2 separate regions of the Hordeum vulgare genome follow, and region 2 is linked to region 1. A link is a contact called in public Hi-C data. All regions are on one chromosome and are shown on one strand. Each heading gives the region's core, a stretch centred on a gene start, on an enhancer-like site or on the middle of the called end of the contact. The rest is flanking DNA. Distances are from core to core; before and after follow the strand shown. Region 1 holds the start of LOC123444483 (LRR receptor kinase SERK2). Region 2 holds the start of LOC123444486 (protein RETARDED ROOT GROWTH, mitochondrial-like).

Region 1 (6,178 bases), core at 1,419-3,918:
GTCTTCGCGGGGTCGAAGCATTTGAGTAATTAATTGCTGGGGGAGTAGTGTTTTGTATTAATATAGTTTGGTTCCTCTTATGTTCCAAACCCTCCTTTTAATTAGTGTTTGAGGCAAATCTTTTGCCTCTGTTTCAAAAATAGATGCACCTCAAATAATACTTGGACTTGTTGTACAAATCGTAAGAGCTAATCAGAAATGGATATGGAATGCTAACGAAATAAATCCCAGCTTCTAGCTACATGATCTATGGGAAAATATTGGCAGTACACAAAGTAAGCAAAGTGATGAGAGATCCACAACGGCAACTTACACTTGCACAACATTATTGTTACTGTCACAAATAACAGAATTCCAAGTGCAAGGATTCACTTGATTTTGATTCCAATCTGTAAGCTGTGTGCCAGTAGCGTTCAGCTTCATTTTCATATCATATAATGCATCACCTAAGGAAACAAAAGATATTTCCTTGTTAATCATAAGAAAATGTGTTGCTTAACTATCCATGATTGTGAATGTGCTCCAAAAGGATGGAATGACTATACAGATGATAGACATGCAAGTGGACCTTGGCGATCAGACGCTGCAAATGAGAGCAGAAATGTCAAAGTCATAATGATGCCGATCAGCTCCATCTTTCCTTTATTGCCACTGTAGCACCAATTGACTTCCTTATGAGAAGTTGCCCAGCTAGAAAATATGCACAGATTAATAACAGTAGCAGCAATCCATAGGCTACCTCGTTAAATAAAATCAGATCAGTGTGGAGCACACGATAAAAGAAAAACAAAAGCATGTATATTTCAAGTACACTATCATCAGAGAAGAAGATGGTTGCCTACAGCGTAAACCAGTACAAATCAAAATTCACTTGTCTTGAAGACATGAATTCAAGTATTGTACATAGAGATAGCATCTCTAGGTAGTTGTTCTACTTCTATCAGATGCAATTGATATCTACAGCACCTAATGCACCAATAAGGATACGTGTATCAGTAGCGGGCCGATACGGATACGTAAATTCCTCATTTTGGAAAACCGCCAATACATGTATAAGTTTTACAAAAAAAAATCACAAAAAATATATGTATACAAGCAAGGAACAGCAGATTACCTTCTTGTTTGCTCTACTATGGATGCCGAAACAGCTCCAAGCCTCTCCAATTGACAATGTTGATGCCCTGTTCCAACTCCAAGTTCCAAAGGGACAGAATTAGACTTTTAGCAAGTGTAAAATGAAAATGGGGCAGCAAATCAAATCATTTGTTAATTGTACGTCTATCATGGCATAACACAAAAGGTGGAACCTGAAGATCAATCAGCTAGCATGCAAAAGGCGAAACAATCACTTTAAACGCCAATAATTTACATCTGACTGTTAGAATCAACAACACAGCGTAACGGTACCACTATATTCCCAATCATAAACAAGATTTGGGACATCTATCATGCCAACAATACACTAGTACTAATATGTTACCCAATTTCGGCCAGTATAACCAAGACAAAGCTCCTGCTCTCTCAAATTGCATGTTGCTGCTAAGCTTTGATTTCAGGTCAAGACGGTGCAGATAAGGCTGGTCATAGTGGGAGTAACTTAACTAGTAACATAGCGCATTTCAAGAAAACTTTGCTTATGTGGCATGTAGTTAATGAGGAGAGAGGTGTTTAGAGTAACATAATATGTTACCCTAAGATAACATAAAATGAGTCTATAATCTAATAAATGCCACATATGATACTACTTCTATGTTCCTTTGCACTATGAAGGTAGTTGCTTAGACTAGTGTCATACTATAACATGTTCAAACCAATACATTTGCTCACCTGAAGAAGAAAAATCAAACTACAGTTTGCCAGTAGAAGCATTATCACAAACACTTGATCAAGCAAAATCCTTTCACATGTAAACTTGAGCATGCACCGGAAAAATCATGCAGCAAGTACTCGTCAAGGAATAATCAAAATTATACTATCACAGTACCAAATCTACAGCAAGTGCTCATCCAACACAGAAATAAGGACAAAAAACTGAACAACACAGAGTATGCAAGAGGAAGGGGGGGGGGGGGGGGCTACCTGCCTCTGGACTGGTCGCCGGCGTAGCTCCGGGCGGCGGCGTTGCTAGGCGGGAGCGGCTGGTCCAGGGAGGGAGGTGGGAGCGGCTGCTCGACGGAGGGAGGCGCTGCCGGGCTCCTCTACTGGCGGACGGGCAGCGCAGGCTGGGGGCGCCGCGGCGGAGGCTAGGGACCCTAGCTGTCGCGGTCGGGAGGGAGGCGCTCTCTCGGTTCGGTCGCTTGAAGGAACTAGGCGGCCGTACCCGCCTGCGCAACCGCCGCCGCCGCCAGTGCGCTGGTGGAGACGTGGGTGGTGGACGACCCGAGCGGTTGACTCCCCCAGACGCCGAAATGGACCGCTGCCGCGGCTGGTGAATCCATTTTAGGCAGTAGGCGGGGCGCAACTTGGTTGGGTTGGTGGATTCTCCATTTCCGCCCTCCGATCCCTTGAGATAAGACGGAATTGGTTGGGGTCGCTGGCTCTCGGGCTCGGGCTCGGACGCCGGTGCGCCGCGTGCCTCTCCGTGACTCGCCGCAGATTCTCCCCGCTAGCTAGCTATAGCCCCATGCGCTGTCCCTGCGAGGTCGCTTTCCGGTTAGCTCACGCCTTTCTGCCCGTGTTCTGTTTTCTGTTCAGTTTACTGTGCGGCGATGGCGAGGCAAACGATCGTTTTTGCGGGCCGAGGAGACGTAGTGGGAAAGCGGCAGCGCTATCTTCGGCTTGATGCTTGGCTCGGCTTGGCTCGATGCCCACTTGGAAATGGTGCCCACCTATAGTTTCCAGTGTCACCTATGGCGTCCCGACGGTTCCTACCTGGTTCACGTTTTGCGCGTACCCTCGCTTGGCGTCGGTCCATGGCTCGCCTGTGCTGACACTTCCCCACGAGTAAGATCAACTGTGCCGACCCAAACGAACGGTTTTGTTGTTCGTTTTTTGTTCGTTTGGATCAGCCGCTCCTTTTGTGTCCGTTTTGTTTTAGATTTGAATCGACGGTGCGTTGGACGCACGACCGATTCATTTCATGTCCGTACATAATTTTTTTTTAAAAACACTGATGACCCACAAGTATAGGGGATCAATCGTAGTCCTTTCGATAAGTAAGAGTGTCGAACCCAACGAAGAGAAGAAGAATCTGACAAGTGGTTCTCAGCAAGGTAAAATCTGCACGCACTGAAATTGTCGGTAACAAGTGATTGTGTGGTGAGATGATTCATAGCAAGCAACAAGTAACAAAAGTAACAACGGTGCAGCAAAGTGGCCCAATCCCTTTTCTAGCAAGGGACAAGCCTGAGCAAAGTCTTATAAGAGGAAAAACGCTTCCGAGGACACACGGGAATTTCTGTCATGCTAGTTTCATCATGTTCATATGATTCGCGTTCGTTACTTTGATAGTTTGATATGTGGGTGGACCGGCGCTTCGGTACTGCCCTTATTTGGACAAGCATCCCACTTATGATTAACCCCTCGCGCAAGCATCCGCAACTACGAAAGAAGAATTAAGACAACGTCTAACCATAACATTAAACTAGTGGATCCAAATCAGCCCCTTACGAAGCAACGCATAGACTGGGGTTTAAGCTTCTGTCACTCTAGCAACCCATCATCTACTTACTACTCCCCAATGCCTTCCTCTAGGCCCAAATATGATGAAGTGTTATGAAGTCGACGTTCACATAACACCACTAGAGTAAAAGACAACATAAAACATATCAAAATACCGAACGAATACCAAATTCACATGACTACTATTAGCATGACTCAGCCCATGTCCTCAGGAACAAAAGTAACTACTCACAAAGCATAATCGTAATCATGATCAGAGAGGTAATGAGTAGCATCAAGGATCTGAACATAAACTATTCCACCAACCGTATTGGCATAGGTGCTCCATCATGGCAGGATGAACGAGTCGCCGGAATCCTGCAGCCAACCGTATTGATTTAAATCTATACTCATACTCACAGTTTTGGTTCTGCAGGTCATAGATCTGGCCCTGGAGTTGATCAACCCTGTCATAGAGCCTGGAGACGTGCTTCCCAATGTCAATGGCATCCATCTTGTGATTGTTGGTGAACTCCGTGATCATCATGTGGTTGGCGTTGAGTCCACGCTCCACCATCCCTTGGCACTTGAAGACTTGTTGCTCCATTGCTTCGAGCCTCGTCTCCACGCTTTCGGTCTTCTTAGGCCCCTCAACATTACGGATGTGCAACATCCCCTCGCTCATCTTGATAGATTGGGGGGTGCTGCAATACTTCCGTGAGGTAGGGATTGATGACCTTCTCGAAGATCTTGTCCTTTGGAACTTTTGGGAAAGTCATGACGATCTAGATCTGCAACAGAAACAGGCTCGAAACGAAAACAGTGGAAAACTGCGCGATACGGAGATCAAAACCCTCGAGCGTATATATAATGATTTTTTCTGGACCAGAAGGAGTGCTCCGCAAGAAAACGGAGTCCGGGAGGCACACGAGGTGCCCACAAGCCCTGTTGCCGCGGCCAGGGGGAGGCCGCGGCAACCAAGCTTGTGGCCGCCTCGTGCGCTCTCCGGACTGCTTTTTATTTTTCTAATTTTCCATGAATTCTAAAACGGAGAAAAATTCCTATTGGAAAAGTTTCGGAGTCCAATTACTTACCGAAACACATACCTCTTCGTTTTCAGGGTCTGAAACGAGCTGATAAACATCCCTTATGTACTCCTCTGGAGTTATGATATTGATGATTTGGTCTCAACATTTATGGGAGTACCAGAGATGTAATGCTTGATTCTTTGCCCATTTACCACTCTAGGAAAATTACCTTCCGTGTTATTGATTTTGATGGCACCGGAACGACATACTTCCTCGACAACGTAGGGACCTTCCCATTTAGAGAGAAGCTTGCCTGCGAAGAATCTTAAACGAGCATTGTATAACAGGACATAATCACCTACATTGAACTCTCGTTTTGTATTCTTTTATCGTGCCATCTCTCAACCTTTTCCTTGAACAACTTGGCATTCTCATATGCCTGGGCCCTCCATTCATCTAATGAGCTGATATCAAACAACCGCTTCTCACCGGCAAATTTGAAATGGAAGTTGAGCTCTTTGATTGCCCAATAAGCTTTGTGTTCCAGTTCAAGAGGTAAATGACAGGCCTTACCGTAAACCATTTTATACGGCGACATGCCCATGGGATTCTTATAAGCAGTCCTATAAGCCCATAGTGCATCGTCAAGTTTGCTAGACCAATTCTTTCGAGATCTATTGACGGTCTTTTGTAAAATCAATTTGATCTCCCTATTACTCAACTCCACTTGACCACTAGACTGAGGATGATAAGGAGATGCAACTCTATGGTTGACATCGTACTTCGTGAACATCTTGTGGAAAACACCATGAATGAAGTGTGAACCGCCATCAGTCATCAGATATCTAGGGACTCCAAATCTTGGAAAAATGACTTCTTCAAGCATCTTAATAGAGGTGTGGTGATCAACATTTCTAGTGGGGATAGCTTCTACCCACTCAGTGACATAATCCACAGCAACTAAGATGTGAGTATACCCATTGGAACTCGGGAAAGGTCTCATATAATCAAAGCCCCAGACATCAAATGGTTCAATGTCAAGTGAATAGTTCATAGGCATTTCCTGAAGCTTACTGATATTCCCTATTCTTTGGCATTCGTCACAAGACAAGACAAACTTACGGGCATCCTTGAAGAGAGTGGGCCAATAGAACCCAGATTGCAATACCTTATGAGCAGTTTTGTCTCCAGCATGGTGTCCTCCGTAGGCTTCGGAATGACACTGTTGGAATTATGCCCTAGAGGCAATAATAAATATAGTTATTATTATAATTCATGTATCAAGATAATCGTTTATTATCCATGCTATAATTGTATTAAATGAAGACTTATATACATGTGTGGATACATAGACAAAACACTGTCCCTAGCAAGCCTCTAGTTGGCTAGCCAGTTGATCAAAGATAGTCAGGGTCTTCTGATTATGTACAAGGTGTTGTTATTTGATAACTGGATCACGTCATTAGGAGAATCACGTGATGGACTAGACCCAAACTAATAGACGTAGCATGTTGATCGTGTCATTTTGTTGCTACTGTTTTCTGCGTGTC
Region 2 (5,526 bases), core at 1,928-4,427, 430 kb after region 1:
ATTTTCAATAAAGTTTATGCTTCATACTCCAAGAGTTGTGAAAGGATTATTACTTGTTTATGAGAAGTTATATGATAAATACTTGCGGCTGTGTTAATATTCATGATGCTCTCATGCTCATATTCTGTTTTTATCGACATCTCTCTCTCAAATCATGTGCTCATTATTTTCGAGTTGAGCTTTCTCTTTAGGACAAGCGAGGTCTAAGCTTTAGGGAGTTGATACACTCATTTTGCATCATGAATTATTATTGATATTTGTGTTGATCCTGTCTATTATCTATTATTATCATACAATTCGTATGCCTTTTCCTCTGAATATGCAAGGCACATCACTAAGAGGGAAATATAACTTGCTCCACATGACCTGAAATTTCACGGAGATTTTTTTTAGAATATTTAAGAATTTATGGGCCAAAACTATACCGGAGAGGGCCACCAGCTGGGCACAAGCCATCAGGGCGCACCCCCCGTCCACGTCTTGATAACTTGTGAGGCCCCAGCTGGTGTGATCTATCGTAGAAAAATCATAAGTTATCTTTCGAGACGAAGCACCGTCGTCTCGAGGTGGAAACCTGGGCACATATCGTTTTGTTCTCCGGCACTAAGATTCTGCCGGGGGAATTCCCCTTCGAGAGGGGGAAATCAAAGCCATCATCATCACCAATGCTTCCTCCTTCATGGGAGGACCAATCTTCATCAACATCTTCACCAGCACCATCTCATCTCCAACCCTAGTTCGTCATGTGTATTCAATCTTTGTCTCAGAACCTCAGATTGGTACCTCTGGGTTGCTAGAAGTGTTGATTACATCTTGTAGTTGATGCTGGTTGGACTACTTGGTGGAAGACATTATGTTCAGATCCTTAATTATTATTATTACACCTCTGATATTGAACATGTTGATGTTGTGTGAGTAGTAAATTAGTGTTCCTGGGGACATGCGAGAAGTCTTGTTATAAGTAATCATGCAAAGTTGGTATTCGTTCGATATTTTGATGATATGGATGTTTTTACTTCTCTTTGTGGTGTCATGTGAACGTTGAATATATAACACTTCACCATGGTATGGGCATAAGGGAAGTCATTGTGGAGTAACAAATAGATGATGGGTTGTGAGATTGACAGAATCTTAAACCCTAGTTTACGTGTTGCTTCATAAGGGGCTGATCTGGATCCACATGTTTCATGTTATGGTTAGATTATTCTTAATTCTTCTTTTGTAGTTGTGGATGCTTGCGAGAGGGGGTAATCGTAAGTAGGTTGTTAATTCAACTAAGAACATCACCTTAGCACTGGTCCACACCATATCAAATCATCAAAGTAGCAAACGTGAATCAACTTAATATGATGAACATGAGTATACATAAGTTCCTATGTGTCCTCGAGAGCGCTTGCTTTATATAAGAGAACTTTCCGGCATGCCCTTTGCTATAAAAAGGATTGGGCTACCTTGCTGCACCTTTGCTACTCTTGTTACTTGTCACTTGTTATGAATTATATTGCTACAAAGCTATCTATCGTTATTACTTACAACACTTACAGAGAATTCCTTGCTAAAAACTACTTATCATTTCCTTTTGCTCCTCGTTGGGTTCGACACTATTACTTATTGAAAGGACCATGATTGATCCCCTATACTTGTGGGTCATCACCCGACATTGGGTATGCTTTTGAAAATACATTTTCGGGGCACCAACTTTTATTTTTTCACAACTTCCAAAAATGCCATTCCATGATGAATTTTTGTGAGCAATCAAAAAAAATTCAAGGTTCATACCAAAAACAGTTTTTTTTTATTTGTGTCAATTATTTTAGTCGTTATTACTTACCTGAGCTTATTTGAGTCGAGCTCAGAAACATGGCGTTCTTTCATTTATATCTATTCTCCTAAATTATCCTTTTTCAATAGTACATAAAGTTAGATATGTGATTATAGGCTCCACGACCACCAGCTCTACCCTTCATCTCCCTTGACCAAACTACCTCCCACACGCATGCTTCACGTAGCTCGCGTATCTTTGAAGATCATGTCAGTCGGTGGATGGAAGCCATCTCCATGCCATTTGAACATATTACCACAACGTTCCACACACTGCACACGAGTTCGGGAGCATGCCATACTTAACTATAAGTATCCCCCTTTTACTTCCCAGAGTGATTGAGAATGCCTTCTTAAGCGGTTTTCGCACATTGGTTTTCACACGGACACGATAAAAATTCCCTAAGAAATCATAAGATGTTTCTACCATGACAAACTCTCTCATCTTTGATGCCAATGCTTTAATCATGCAAGCAAATTCATCAGGGAGGTCATGTATCTAGGCCTAGATATTCAAGTGAAACAAAAGGGGCCGTTGATGGTTTAGTGAGCCTATCATATGACATCATCAACGCTGCATCTTCATGAAAGGACTAGGGCCCCGTTCCACAATCTTCTCCCAATCACCCGCATAAAAAGAATTGGAGAGTATATAAATTAAAGATCGAAACTTAACATCTTGGGCAAGATCCCAAGTTGGCCTCATATTTTTTATAGTACCAGTACTGTAAATAGTCTCTCTATGTATACAAGTGCAATATCCATCTACCTGGTCGCCTCCACCAGCGGTGACCCTTGTTCCTTTAGCACAACATCGTCCAATTCCTCCCTCAAACCGATTTGTTCCATCATTGCTTCCAGACCTTCTTTGTTGGCCCCAGATAACGAACTCGCTCCATCTTTTTCCATGAGAAGAGAGCCCAAAATCAACTTAGATCGTTTTCTCACAAGTAGCTCAACCTTAGACAACCCGAATGGCTCATACACATGTCAACCAAGGCAGGATGGCGATGCTTGATCACCCCTGAATCAGCCCGAGTAAAAGCGACGGTGAATTGCCGAAGAAATAAGGGAAAACAAGTGCTCAACGCCGTTGCCGGCGAGAGAAGCTAAAACCCTAGCAAGAGGAGAGAAAAAGCTGGGTCGATCTTAATTACGAGTTAAATGAAGAGCATGTTTTTTTAGGACTAAAAGCAAAGCACGTTTTTGGTTTGAGCGGCCCAGATAAACTAGATCATGCCAGGCCGGCTGGCCTGTAAGCCCAGTGAGCCCAAGTCTACCCGATAAAGCCCATGTCGCCGTCCATTCCTTTCTCCCCAAGAACAAAGCGAGTGATTTTCGGGGGGAGAAAAAAGAAGTAGATACTCGGAGAAAGGCCAACCGGAGCTTTGCTGCTCGCGTCGTGGCGCGGCACCAGGTCGCTTCATCATCAAGCCTAAAACCCGATGGGGCGGCTGCGCGCGTGCCGCCACCACCTCCGCCGCCTCCTCGAGGCGAGGCCGCCGCCACCGAGCCCCACTCCGGCGCGCCTGCCGCACCTCCCAGCCCGCGTGTCTCCTTTTTCCTCGGCCGTGGCGGTCGCTGCCACGGTGCCCCATGACACCCGCGACTCCGGCCTCGGGAGCTCGGCCTACTGGGCCTGGATCCGGGCGGCGGCAGAGTCGGCCCCGGCCCCCGCGCCCCCACAGGAGGAGGAGGAGGAAGGCCCGGCGCGCTACATCCCCGTCAAGGCCTACTTCCTCTCCACCAGGTGAGTTTGGACGCGCGGGTGGGTGTACGCTGGGTGTTTGATGATAGTTCTGCAAGGAAGACCCTGCGTGCTACTGCGTTTTTTTTTCAGTCTCTCATCTAACATTGTCGCGGGAGGCCACGGTGGTTTGGTGCAGAGGAGTGAAAGAACGACTTTTGTTTGATTTCGTGTCTCCAATCCTTTACAGCATTGATCTGAAGAGCTTGCAGGCGGAGCATGGGACCGACGTGGTACCCCCATCGACCCGGTCGCTAAATTACATTGCGCTCCGCTACTCCGAATTCCCTCCAGAGATCATGGTAAGTGGCTTCATTGTAGCACCATATATTTTGTGGGCCAAGAATTTTATTCATGGCTGATCATTTGTTGAACATGTTGTATGTACATCAGATAACCTCATTTATCTGACGTTCTGTAGGACATTGGAGTGAAGGACAGCAGATTTTGTTATCGCTATGTGGTTGTCTTCCAATATGGTTCTGCTGTGCTCTTCAATATTGCTGATCATGAAGCTGAGCACTATCTTGAGATGATCAGGAATCATGCTTCTGGATGGCTTCCAGAGATGAGGAAAGACGGTATGTCCATGCTATTAACGAGCTGATTGTTATTGTTTAAACGGGTAAATAGTGTAGTTTTCCTCATTGATTTGTATTTATCTTTCTACTTTTCATTTCCATGTATGTGCACGATCAATCCAATTTCCTTTGATGATAATGACTGCTGATATTTGATAAAGACCATTGAGGATCAAGAGAATCACTCTTAATTTAATTTGTGTTTGATGTATTCCTTTTTATAGGCCACACTACTTTGGCCGAACCTTTATAAGCCTTCTGGAACTAGCCTTCTTAATTGTTTGCAAAATACATTTTAAATTTCATATGAAACATGTAAAACGTTGTACAAGGCACAGTGGATTATGTGAGAAGTGCATGTTTAAACAGGCATATTCAGAAATCTGAGAAGTTTGAGTCAAGCCTCATTTTCCAAGAGAGGAAATATCTAGAATGCTCTCTAATTACTTATACAATCAGTGCATATCATGTAGCTGCACCTGCATAAGTATATAGGCACCCAGTCATGCCTAAGATTGTTTGGGACCGACTAAGCCCCCCTGGCTAATAGAATAACAGCGGTAATATGGCACCTAGCGCTTAATCCGTTTTTATAACCCTGAACCTCTATTATATTCTCACATGATGAAATTTGTTTCACAATTACCAGATTATGCAGTAGTAGAGAAGCCGTCCCTGACAACATGGATGAAAGGAGGTCTTGATTACATAGTACTTAAAAGTTTAGACACTGATGGAATTCGGATCATTTCAAGTGTTCTTGGTCAAAGTATCGCTCTTGATCATTACATACGGCAGGTACTGTGATTAAGCAAAGTCACCAAACTATTTCCATGTGGTTGCAAGGTTTAAAGTTTTAAGACACTTCTTTAATAGGTCGATGATATGGTTGAGGAATTCACTGAAATCAATCGTACCATGGAGAAGACTGGGGACTTCACAATGAAAAGAAAGAAGCTCTTTCAACTTGTGGGCAAGGCTAATTCTAATCTTGCAGATGTTATCATTAGACTTGGCCTTTTTGACAGGTATGTACTAGTGTTGCACTCCCTCCTCCCGCGTATATATCATATACTCCCTCCGTCCCAAAATAAGTGTCGCAAATTTATAACCAAATTAGTATAAATTTTGTACTAAATCAGCGAAACTTATTTTGGGACGAAGGAAGTACCATATATTTTAGCAGTGTATATGTGATGTCATTTTCTGGAATGTAGGAATTTCATTATTCATCAACCCCATGTATTCTGTTGTGTTAAGGAACAGAAGGCATGTAACTGTCTAAAAATTAAGAGGACATAACTTGAGATCGTTGCGAGATAGGACTATATGACATCTATAGACCACTTTGATACTCACATGGTACTTCTCCCGCGA

The links. Hi-C and Micro-C count contacts between places; a contact is called where the count stands out from the background.
Region 2: a contact with region 1 is called in a Hi-C map of leaf, with 4 times the contacts expected there. The contact joins the promoter of LOC123444486 here to the promoter of LOC123444483 in region 1. A contact is called at or near these places in 4 of 6 Hi-C or Micro-C datasets (leaf, seedling and an unstated tissue).

The regions. Positions count from the first base shown.
Region 1 is chr3H:499,001,204-499,007,381 of MorexV3_pseudomolecules_assembly, forward strand. It overlaps LOC123444483 (LRR receptor kinase SERK2), which reads right to left and starts at 2,669. Exons shown (of 13, transcript XM_045121206.1): 1 at 2,084-2,669; 2 at 1,115-1,181; 3 at 569-690; 4 at 314-446. The coding sequence starts at 635.
Region 2 is chr3H:499,433,835-499,439,360 of MorexV3_pseudomolecules_assembly, forward strand. LOC123444486 (protein RETARDED ROOT GROWTH, mitochondrial-like) reads left to right here and starts at 3,178. Exons shown (of 7, transcript XM_045121208.1): 1 at 3,178-3,571; 2 at 3,759-3,870; 3 at 3,990-4,149; 4 at 4,799-4,947; 5 at 5,026-5,177. The coding sequence starts at 3,267.